Regions from separate parts of the Rattus norvegicus genome. Here regions 2 and 3 are each linked to region 1. The links are chromatin contacts, called in public Hi-C and HiChIP or PLAC-seq maps. All regions are on one chromosome and are shown on one strand. Each heading gives the region's core, a stretch centred on a gene start, on an enhancer-like site or on the middle of the called end of the contact. The rest is flanking DNA. Distances are from core to core; before and after follow the strand shown.

What was found. A called contact is a pair of places that touch in the nucleus more often than the background predicts. HiChIP or PLAC-seq counts read pairs in DNA pulled down with a chosen protein or histone mark.
Region 2: an H3K27ac HiChIP or PLAC-seq map of oligodendrocytes shows a contact between it and region 1, with 8 times the contacts expected there. The contact joins the promoter of Pabir1 here to the enhancer-like site in region 1. A contact is called at or near these places in 5 of 12 Hi-C or Micro-C datasets (the A7r5 cell line, Schwann cells, frontal cortex and 2 more) and 1 of 1 datasets of contacts at active chromatin or transcription factors (oligodendrocytes).
Region 3: a Hi-C map of Schwann cells shows a contact between it and region 1, with 5 times the contacts expected there. The contact joins the promoter of Pip5k1b here to the enhancer-like site in region 1. A contact is called at or near these places in 8 of 12 Hi-C or Micro-C datasets (the Rat2 cell line, Schwann cells, frontal cortex and 4 more) and 1 of 1 datasets of contacts at active chromatin or transcription factors (oligodendrocytes).

What each region holds. Positions count from the first base shown.
Region 1 is chr1:231,355,768-231,358,998 of GRCr8, reverse strand. All of the region lies in intron 13 of Pip5k1b (phosphatidylinositol-4-phosphate 5-kinase type 1 beta), which reads left to right. Among named protein-coding and RNA genes, the nearest start is that of Fxn, 33 kb to the right of the region's middle. Within about 2 kb of position 1,793, at least 51 of the 93 cell types and tissues checked have an H3K27ac peak or open chromatin away from gene starts, as enhancers often do. A contact at or near this core is called in Schwann cells, where this site is marked.
Region 2 is chr1:231,540,874-231,544,215 of GRCr8, reverse strand. Pabir1 (PP2A Aalpha (PPP2R1A) and B55A (PPP2R2A) interacting phosphatase regulator 1) reads left to right here and starts at 1,499. Exons shown (of 1, transcript NM_001014029.1): 1 at 1,499-2,805. The coding sequence starts at 1,561. The coding sequence ends at 2,421. All of the region lies in intron 1 of Pip5k1b (phosphatidylinositol-4-phosphate 5-kinase type 1 beta), which reads left to right. It also overlaps the pseudogene Dynlt1-ps1.
Region 3 is chr1:231,608,672-231,611,640 of GRCr8, reverse strand. Pip5k1b (phosphatidylinositol-4-phosphate 5-kinase type 1 beta) reads left to right here and starts at 1,549. Exons shown (of 15, transcript NM_001012743.1): 1 at 1,549-1,988.

The DNA of each region.
Region 1 (3,231 bases), core at 544-3,043:
TTGGGGGCTGTAAAGATGTTACAATATCTTTGTTTATCTAATTGTTATGTGTTACAATAAAATACGTACCTACTTGCCTTCTCTCATTAGCCATTTCCCAAACTCTTTTGGTTTGGGTGTTTGGTCTCCCAGTTTTAATGAGGTATTAGTGCTTTAAATGTGCAACATCGTAGTGTGATGTGTGTCTACGTTGTGAAATGCTGCCATGATCAAGCCCATGATATCACATGGTTAGATTTGGAGGTGACAAAACAACAGGCAGTTCTCTCATCAAATCTCAAATGTACAACAAAGTATTAGTAACTCTGGCCTCTGTACTGTGCACTGAGTCTCTAAAGACTGTGCATCTGGCCTAGCCAAACCTTGGTACCAAATGACCAGCATCATTTCTCCATGTTTCCTTTTCCTCCTACATCTAAAAACCATCGTTCCAGTCCCTGGTTTTATGAGTTGGACATTTCAAAATTCTGCACCAAGGCAAAGCCATTCTGTATTTCTTCTTCTATGTCTGTCTTATTTCACTATGCATAACACCCAGTAAGTCTATCTGTGTGGTCATAAATGCCAGGGTTTCCTTCTTTTTCAAGACTGTATAATGTTCTGTAGTATGCATATATAGTGTGTGTGTGTCTGTTTGTGTGTGTATGTTTGTGCATATGTATCCATCAACATTTAAAATGTTCTTCCAACTTTTTTTTTGAAAGTTTTCTCTGCTGAAGGCCTAGCCATGTCCGAACTATTTACCAACTCGCCTTTTGCTTTCGTACCTGGTGTGAAGTAGACTATCAATATGTCTTTGAATGGTTTACAATTTTGTAAATCAAAAAGTAGAAACTTTTTTAATGTTGATAGATCGTTATTGAAATGTAATTAGAGAGCGATTGATTATTTAAGAGAATTAAGAAAATTCTCATTGGTAGCCAGGGCTAGCCCCAAACCCAGTATGCAGTCAGGCTAGCCTTGAACTCATGCCTCCCAAGTATTAAAGGTGTGCAGCATCACCGTTGAGCAGCCCCTCTGGCCCTTAGCACGTATATACCCACCTTGAGGCGGTCTGTAGTCCGTGGTAGAATGCTTATGTCCCCCTTTTGAAACCCTCGCTTCAATTCCTAATATTCTTAAAACCAGAAAGCATCATTTATTCCTACTGCTTTTGACAAGGCCCAATAAGATGTCACTTAGAACAATCTGTCACTTGCCCGTTTTTCTCTTACTCTTCCTTATTAATGGAACCATTGTTGCTGGGACCCAGAGTCTCTTAGAAACACCAGACAGACGGGCTGATTCTCAGCAGAGACTGGATGGATTGAGACCAGATTTATTTATTGTTGCTCCAGGGTTGGACCTGGGTTTAAGTCCAGGTGACCTGTGTTTAAACAGCATAGACTTAAGGCTGCCAGGTACAAGTACAGAGCAAGCAGCTTGGCCTTAGCGGGGTCTTTATAATGTAAAACATGATTACAGCTATGTAGCTAACTACCAGCTTTAATGGGCACGTATGTGCGTGCACGTGTGTCTGTCTGGGCTGGGCTGCTAGAAAGACCAATGCCTGTGAGATGGTGAAGTTCCCGGAGGGGTCACCATCCACACTGTGCTGGCTCCTCTCAAAGGGAAGCAGCTCGCTTCTGAGGCCAGCTCTCTGAGCAGCAGGCCCTTCCTGTTTCGTTCTCTTTCTGTCTGTCAGTTCTAAGCCCCAGCTTTGTGCTGTCTCTGCAGCAGGCTTTATGCCCTGTACACAGGGAGGTTAAGCCATGCCCTGCAGCCACAGGCAACCATCAATCAGTACTTGAGGTTGCCTGCTGCTCTGCACTCTGGCTGGAAACAGGCAGTCTGCTGGCCTAAAAATAGCAGGAGCAGAGCTGAGGAACAACAGCAGCCTTGCTTCTGACTGCAGGAGGAAAAAGACAGGCACTCTCTGAAAGGCAGTGCCCCCACCGGCAGAAGTGATTTAGGGGTCTGGACAGTAGACAGTGTGGAAGCTGCAGGCACTGTCAATGCCTCCCAAGTTCCTGGGTCTTTTGGGTAACCCTGTGAACATTCCTCCTCTCTTAGCTGAAAAGCACCGCGTGTTGGGATTCTGTCTTGGAGGGACATCTCCCAGCATGCAATGGGAAGTCTGGTGCCAGTCCCAGAGAAAAGCAACAGCCTCTCCCCTCCCCCATCAGAGTATAGCTCAGGGTGGCATTTTTGACCCTCCCTTCCCACCTGGGCATTATGGAAACAAAAGCAGCATGTGGCTCTAGGACTGAATGAGATTTGGCAGCCAAGGGAGTCTCAACTATATTTCAGGTTTTCCCTGTACAGAGAGCTCTCTGCTCCCAGTGTTAGTGGTTAATGTTACAGTAGCAAAGCTACAAATACCAAAGCAGGAGTCCCTTCCAGGCCCTTGTGATAAATCCATCCATGCAAAGAGACCTCATCAAAGGGCAAGGCATGATTCCGGAGCTGAAAGGATGGTGCTGCTTCCCTCCCTATGTTGGGAACGAAAGGCCTTCTTTCCAGTTGGCCTTTCTCTCGCACACATAGTGGGGCTTGGTGCCTTGAGTGATTCTGTGAGATGGGCTGGCAGGATTCCTCTAGAGGTGAGGAGCCAGGTTTCTGTGCCCAGATGATGACCCGCCCTGCCTCATACCAAGCCTTCACAGAAGCAGGGCCTATGCTCGGCTTCTACACTTCCTATAGAAACCTTGGGGGTTCCCCCCCCAGTACAGTCAGCTTTAAAAGACAAAAGCTCTATAACACAGGGCAGCCTTAAGGGTGGCACGAATTTTTTATGCAAAGGTGAAGAGGAAGCCAGAGTCTCAACTGAGCCTTGTAGCCTTGACACCAGCAACTTTTTTCTTGGCAGGGCCCAGCAATCATGATACTGTGCCCAGAGACAAAAATATCATGCTAACTCGCCATTGGCCTGGCATTAGCCAGTATTTACATAGCCTCAGTAGCATGAACTCTGTGTATGGATCTCTTAATTTTGGAGGCAACTCACGGAGGAAACAAAATTCTAGGTGTCATTGTAAGATAGAATATAAGTTTTAGCAGCCGTTATGAAATGGGTGAAGATTTATCTTTTAAGTGTCCAATACAAAGTGAGAGACAGAAGATGAAGGGAGAGAAGGCAAAGAGGGGGTAATATGGAATGCTAATGGATATATGATGTGTGCGTGGTGGGATTAGAACTCAAACACAATTTGTAGTTACAAAATAATATATACATATATTATATGGCATATA
Region 2 (3,342 bases), core at 250-2,749, 190 kb before region 1:
TCATATTCCATGGAGCCAGACTAGTGTTTAAAACATAAACCAAGCTGAGTGTGGCACTGTATAGCTTTGTCCTACTTCCTTCGGGGCTGAGGTGAATCACTGGTGCCCAGAAGTTTGAGATTAGCCCGAGCAACGACTTAGTGAGACTCCATCTCAAACCATAACAGATGAACAAAGCACAAGCCTATTATTCCCTTGCCTAACACTGCTCAGTGTCTTCTCATCAAAGGACTAGGTGCTCAGTCCTTTGCCCTCCAAGATCACTGTCTCCATCTTGCTTTTTCTTTCCTGTTCGTCGCCAAGCCAGTGGGTCTGTTGGCCCTTAAGCATTGGTTGGAACGCTTGGTCCTGCCCCCACCTTCTGCAGTCCACAGGATTTGTAACTTACAACTTAACTCTGCCCAATTGTCCCTTAACTTCCATCAGTAGTGCTAGACCACACCATCCCACTTTTCTCCCAAACACTTAACACCAAAAGTCTCCTATTTTGTCAATCCCCACTCCCATCCAGTAGCAAGTGAATGACCTCACACAAGTCTCATTTCCTAATACAGTAAGTAGGTGTGCCCGGATAGGAGAGTTGACTGAATAAATGAACAAATACAATTCTATTTAATGAGATACAAAGTTTTGTATTAATTACATAAACCAAAACCTGTTATTCTTTAAATGTGTGCATTTTTTTTCTTTCATTGAATTCCCATACCGAGTGAGCATGAGTAAGTAAATGGTTAGCAGCAGAAATATGACAACTTTAAAAAAATGTCACAAAGCTTCTTCCTCCCAATCACCTTAAGTCTACTATTCTCTCCCTTTCCCCTCCCAGATTCAGCCCTGGGGTAAATTACCCTCCTCTTTGGCCTTTTCCCTGTGGGTTCTACTCCCATGTCTTATTCTTCAGATCTCAGCCTAAGGCTCCAATAGTTCAGCTGCTACTGTACCCTTCTATCCTTCTTTGAGAACGCCTGGGAGTTTTTATTGTTCTCAAGAAAGACCAGAACCTATTCTTGTCCACCATCAGGCTAACAACTCTCTTCTACTGGTTCCCATCTGCCACCTAGCTGGGCAGCAGAGGTTTCCCGCTTTCAGGACAGTTTTACAAAGCGCCGCTGTTGCCTCCTTTAGACTTCAGAAGCCTGTGCTCCATCCCTCGGGAAGCCCACCCAGGCTAGACCGTGCTCCATCATGAAGCCCCACATCACCAAGGGACTATCTTTCTGAGCTCATACTTGCTTCATAAACATATACTTCTGAGCGCCCCGGCCTCTCTAACCAGCCTTCCCGCGAGCCCGCGCCCAGTGATTATTTGCGGAAGGAACGAACAGAGGAGTCGCCCAACCACTGCTCGCCCCTTCCCCGCCGCGGCGCCACAGCAATGACGCATTAAGCTGGCGCCTCAAGAACGAGCGTGTCAGGACGCCTGCGCGAAGGGACACGCATGCGCAGAGGCGTGAGCCCTCTGACAGATTCTCGAAGGCGGCGGCGGCGGCGGCCTTGGGCCGCGGGGAATGGGAGTCCCAGGGCCCTGACTGAGCACCGCCCCCGCCTCCCTGCCGCGACATGGCTCAGGAGAAGATGGAACTGGACCTGGAGCTGCCCGCGGGCACGGGCGCTAGCCCAGCGGAAGGCGGCGGCCCGGGCAGCGGGGGCCTCCGGAGGTCTAACAGCGCCCCCCTCATCCACGGCCTCAGCGACTCCTCGCCGGTGTTCCAGGCCGAGGCGCCTAGCGCCAGGAGGAACAGCACGACGTTCCCGAGCCGCCACGGCCTGCTGCTCCCGGCCTCGCCGGTCCGAATGCACAGCAGCCGCCTGCACCAGATCAAACAAGAGGAGGGCATGGACCTGATCAACCGAGAGACGGTCCACGAGCGCGAGGTGCAGACCGCAATGCAGATAAGCCACTCCTGGGAGGAAAGTTTCAGCCTGAGTGACAACGACGTGGAGAAATCCGCCTCTCCAAAGCGCATCGATTTCATTCCGGTGTCTCCAGCACCGTCACCCACCCGGGGAATTGGGAAGCAGTGTTTTTCACCGTCCTTGCAAAGTTTTGTGAGTAGCAACGGATTGCCTCCAAGTCCTATTCCCAGCCCAACCACCCGGTTTACTACCCGGAGAAGCCAGAGTCCCATCAACTGCATTAGACCAAGTGTTCTTGGACCATTGAAAAGAAAATGTGAAATGGAAACTGATTATCAGCCAAAGAGATTTTTCCAGGGCATCACCAACATGCTTTCTTCTGACGTTGCACAGCTGTCAGAGCCCGGAGTGTGTGTATCTTCTGATACCCTGGATGGAAACAGCAGCAGTGCCGGATCTTCCTGTAATTCACCAGCGAAAGTCAGCACTACCACCGACTCTCCTGTGTCGCCTGCCCAAGCAGCCTCCCCCTTTATTCCAGTAGATGAACTTTCCTCAAAGTGACTCACTCGTCTTGAATCCCCCTCCCCCAATGGAGAGACAAAAAAATCAAGTTAGAGCAAGCACTGAACTTTGTCGATTACGTTGAAGCTGTTTCCTATTTGACTCTTCCCTCTTTTTGGAAATTCCTGAAATGTTATTCTAGAGAATTTCTATGTCAGGTTCCTGCGGATGCCCTTGAATTCAGTGTAGTAATATTTTCGGACTTTTTATCAATAAGTGTGTTGAAGCATACATTTTACGCTGCTAATATGTCTAAATACATATGTTATCCCTTGATTTTTTTAAATAATTGAGAGCTCTATTTATTTATGGGATTATTAAGTTCTGATGAAAATATAAATGTTGAATTTCAGTTTAGTAAACTGATGTTTTAAAATTCCATAATTCATGGCACACTAATTTTTGGTGTTTTTCAATGGTTGCTATTTTCCATCTACTGAAGAACTTACCTTCTTACAGCTAAAATAATGTTAGTGATATCAGTCCACTGGTTGTCTAGTTTACCCAGGAGCCCTTGATATTTAATGTCCTAGGCAGAAAGGTGGGTGGGAGGGAAAAACGACAAAAGGAGAAATAACACTTTGCAGCAAATATTTTAAAATTAAGTATATGAAAGTAAATAAGGACATTTTCTAACAATTTTCATAGTAACTCTAGTAAATCACACTAATATAACTACAAAAATGAAATTTCTTTTTGAAAACATTTTTAACCAGAAAGTGCATTCTTTTGGGTATAATCCTAAACATGCAATGGGACAGTGCCTTGTAGTCTTAGCTCACATTAGACAAGCGAAGGCAAGGCTCTTGCTACCATTTCAAATTTAACATTTGTGAAATGTAAATGTGTGGGAAAACACCCAGACAGATGATGCTCTCTCAATCCTTGATAGACTTTAAGCTATCCAGTCCTGACTTGGTT
Region 3 (2,969 bases), core at 300-2,799, 250 kb before region 1:
CGGGGTCTTTAGATTTGGCTTTGCCTGTTTTCATATCCCCTACGGCATCGCCTCTCCAGGAGGCAAATCCACTTCCCACTCCTTGAATTTCAGAGTGGAGGTCTGAGACACACGACAGGGAGACTGATTCCCCACTTCCAGATTCCAGCTTGTCCGAGGCTCAGGCTCACAGCGGTGTGATGCTGCCCCCTATACAGTGATTCACAGCAGTTGGTTGCTAGGTTCTTTGATCTTTGATCTGCTGCTCTTTCTCTTCTGTCCCCTCCACTGGCCAGGTCTTGAACTCTGTTAAGTCAGTATTGCTGTTACTTTTTGTTCAAGGACTAAGAGTAAGAAAAACTGTGTTACTTGTGAGTTACCGGATGTCTCTGAGTTAAGGTTTTCTCATTTGAAAAGCGTGCTAGCTGGACCACACACATGCTCTTACTCTGTGCTTTAATAAGTTCAGGATGCCAGGACCCAAGTCCTAAGTTAGTGATGCCCTATATCGCTGGTAGCGGTCATACACACCAGGAAGAACACTGGAGATATATAGTCCATAAAAATACACATCTATTTGACTTGTCAGCTTTACTTCAATAACACTTAAGAACAATGCATTTTTATTATAAAGGAATTTTTATGCTTCATTCCAGGCTGACACTAAACCGCGACAAACTCACTCGAGTTGGGGGTGGGGGTGGGGTTGTTAAAAGATTTCAAAACTGCCTGCAGGTGCACTTTGCAGAGAGCCTCGAGGTAGTGTCCTCAAGCAAGGGTCATTAAATGCTGGTCTTCCCGGGACAGAACGCAAGATGTTTTTCCCACAGTGTTTTGTTTTGCTTTGTTTGGGAAGGGGAAAGTGGAAGGAAGTGATGAAGCTGAAATATACCACTTGCTTCGACCCAATTTAATTTTAGCGTTCAGAACAGCGCAACCCCAAACGGATCTTTAGATCTAGTTCCTAGCCTCTTCGCAGCTAAACTAACCTAGGTGAGATTCCAAGTGGCTCCAGCAGGCGCGCTCCACTGCAGTTTATTTGCGCGGGACCCCTCACTAGCCTACCCCTACCTGTTGGATAGATCTTCCTTCTTGAGTGCATCTGATATCCTTAGAAAGGAGACAAGTGTGGTCTCAGAACCTTTGCGCGTCCCTTCCTCGTAAAGGGGAGTGGGGGAGGGCTCTGCTTGCTTAAGTGCTGGTTCTTCAAGGAAGAGGAGTCCTCTGGCATAGCCTTACTGGTGGCCTGGGGCAGGGGTACGCCCTACCCCAACACAGTCCGCCCCACTGAGACTCTGAGAAGCACCTAGAAGCTCTGGAGCTTTAGAAGATCCTGTTAATTCCAATGAGCCGCTTCACCCTGCTCTGGGTCCTGGCTGCGGGCAGCGGCCCGGACGCACAATCTCCCACGCACTGACTCAATCGTTAGGTCCTACTGCGGGCCGCTCGGCTGCTGCAAACCGGTCTGGCTTCCTTGCAGGGCGTGCGGGACAGAGCAGGGGGTGGAGAGAAAAGGGGAAGAGCCTGGGCGGCCGGCGGGCGGGGCCTGCAGCCTCCGGGAGTCGAGGCCGCCGTGCAGCCTGCTCGCTGCCCGCCCCGCTCGGACTCCGGCACGCCGTGCGGGGGCCCGAGGCTGCGGGGTGCCACCACTCCTCGGCCTCCATCCCGGATCTCGCCTCGCCGCGCTGCCGGGGGCTGCCTGGTCCTAGTGGTCCGCTTGCCGTTCTGCCGGCCAGAGGAGCGGCGGGAAGGGGAACGCGGGGACACGCACACCGGCCGCGGCGCGCGCGCATTGCACACTCGCAGCCGCGCGTCCCCGTCACCGCGCGTCCGAGCCCAGTGTGGCCCCGCGGCAGAGCCCGGCACCTGCCCGCCCCCCTTCCCCGGCCGCTGCCCCAGCTCCGCCCCGCCTGCAGCAGCCACCCGGGAACCCACGACATCCCGACAACTTGCCCGCGGTGGCGCAACTGGTCTCGGCCGCCAAGGCTCCAGCACGCCGGCCGGAGGAGGTAAGTTTCCTGCGCGTCCCCGGCAACCCTGCCTACACCCTCTCTGCCGCCGCGCCTGAGGCTCTGTGGCTCTGTGGCTCTGTTGGGACCTGACCTGCTCTCCACCCTGCCACTTTGCCTGTCTGAGTTGTGCTGGGGGTGACATGGAGGGGGCGCCCGTGGTCGTCAAACCAAGACCTTCGCTCCTTCGGGGGCCACAGCTGCGCAGTCCCCGTGGGCACCGACCAGCTCGCTACCCTGATCCCTAGGGCCGCAGTGACACCGGGTGATCCCTCCTGCTCACTTAGGCAGAGACCCCTCCCTTCTTTCTGGGGAACCTGCTAAGTTCGGTTGCTGCAAGAGAGGTCTCCAGTCTTTCTCCCCTGCTACTAACAGCAGCGAACTTGTTAGGCGCCCCTGGGTTGTCCAGAGGGGCTTCCGCGAGTCGGTGTTCTAGTGGTTTCTGGCTCTGGCGCCGGGTGGAACAGGTGAAATACAGTTCCAGCCTGAAAATAGGCACCGACTTTTACAGTCCCCTGTCTCCACTGGTCTGTCAATGTGGCGCTTCAACATCTGGAGTGGGAGGGGGTGGGGGCGGGGGCGGGGGCGGGGGGGGGGGGATGGGGATAGTGCTGGAGTTGGATTTGCCACTCTGGTGCCAGGAGTCATCAGAACCGAAGACAACAAATGTCTGCTTATCTCTCATCTATGCAGATGAGAATGTTCTCATTTCTTACCCCCACCCTCTCAAGCCGGCTGTTTGCGGTGCACAGCATGCTTGGATAGAAACCTGTACCAGAGAAGTTGTTTGGGTAGGTCAGTGAATTTTTTTCTTCGTGTCTACTGAAATTAGGGCTTTCTACAGGATCTGCTATTTATTGTGATGCTATGTAAAGAAAGCACATGCTGACTCGCAAGTAACTGCCCTCCCCCCAACCGATGCTGCCCCTTAATGACATTCTCAGCCTGGTAGAGGTCCCCCTGTAAAATGAATGATCCATA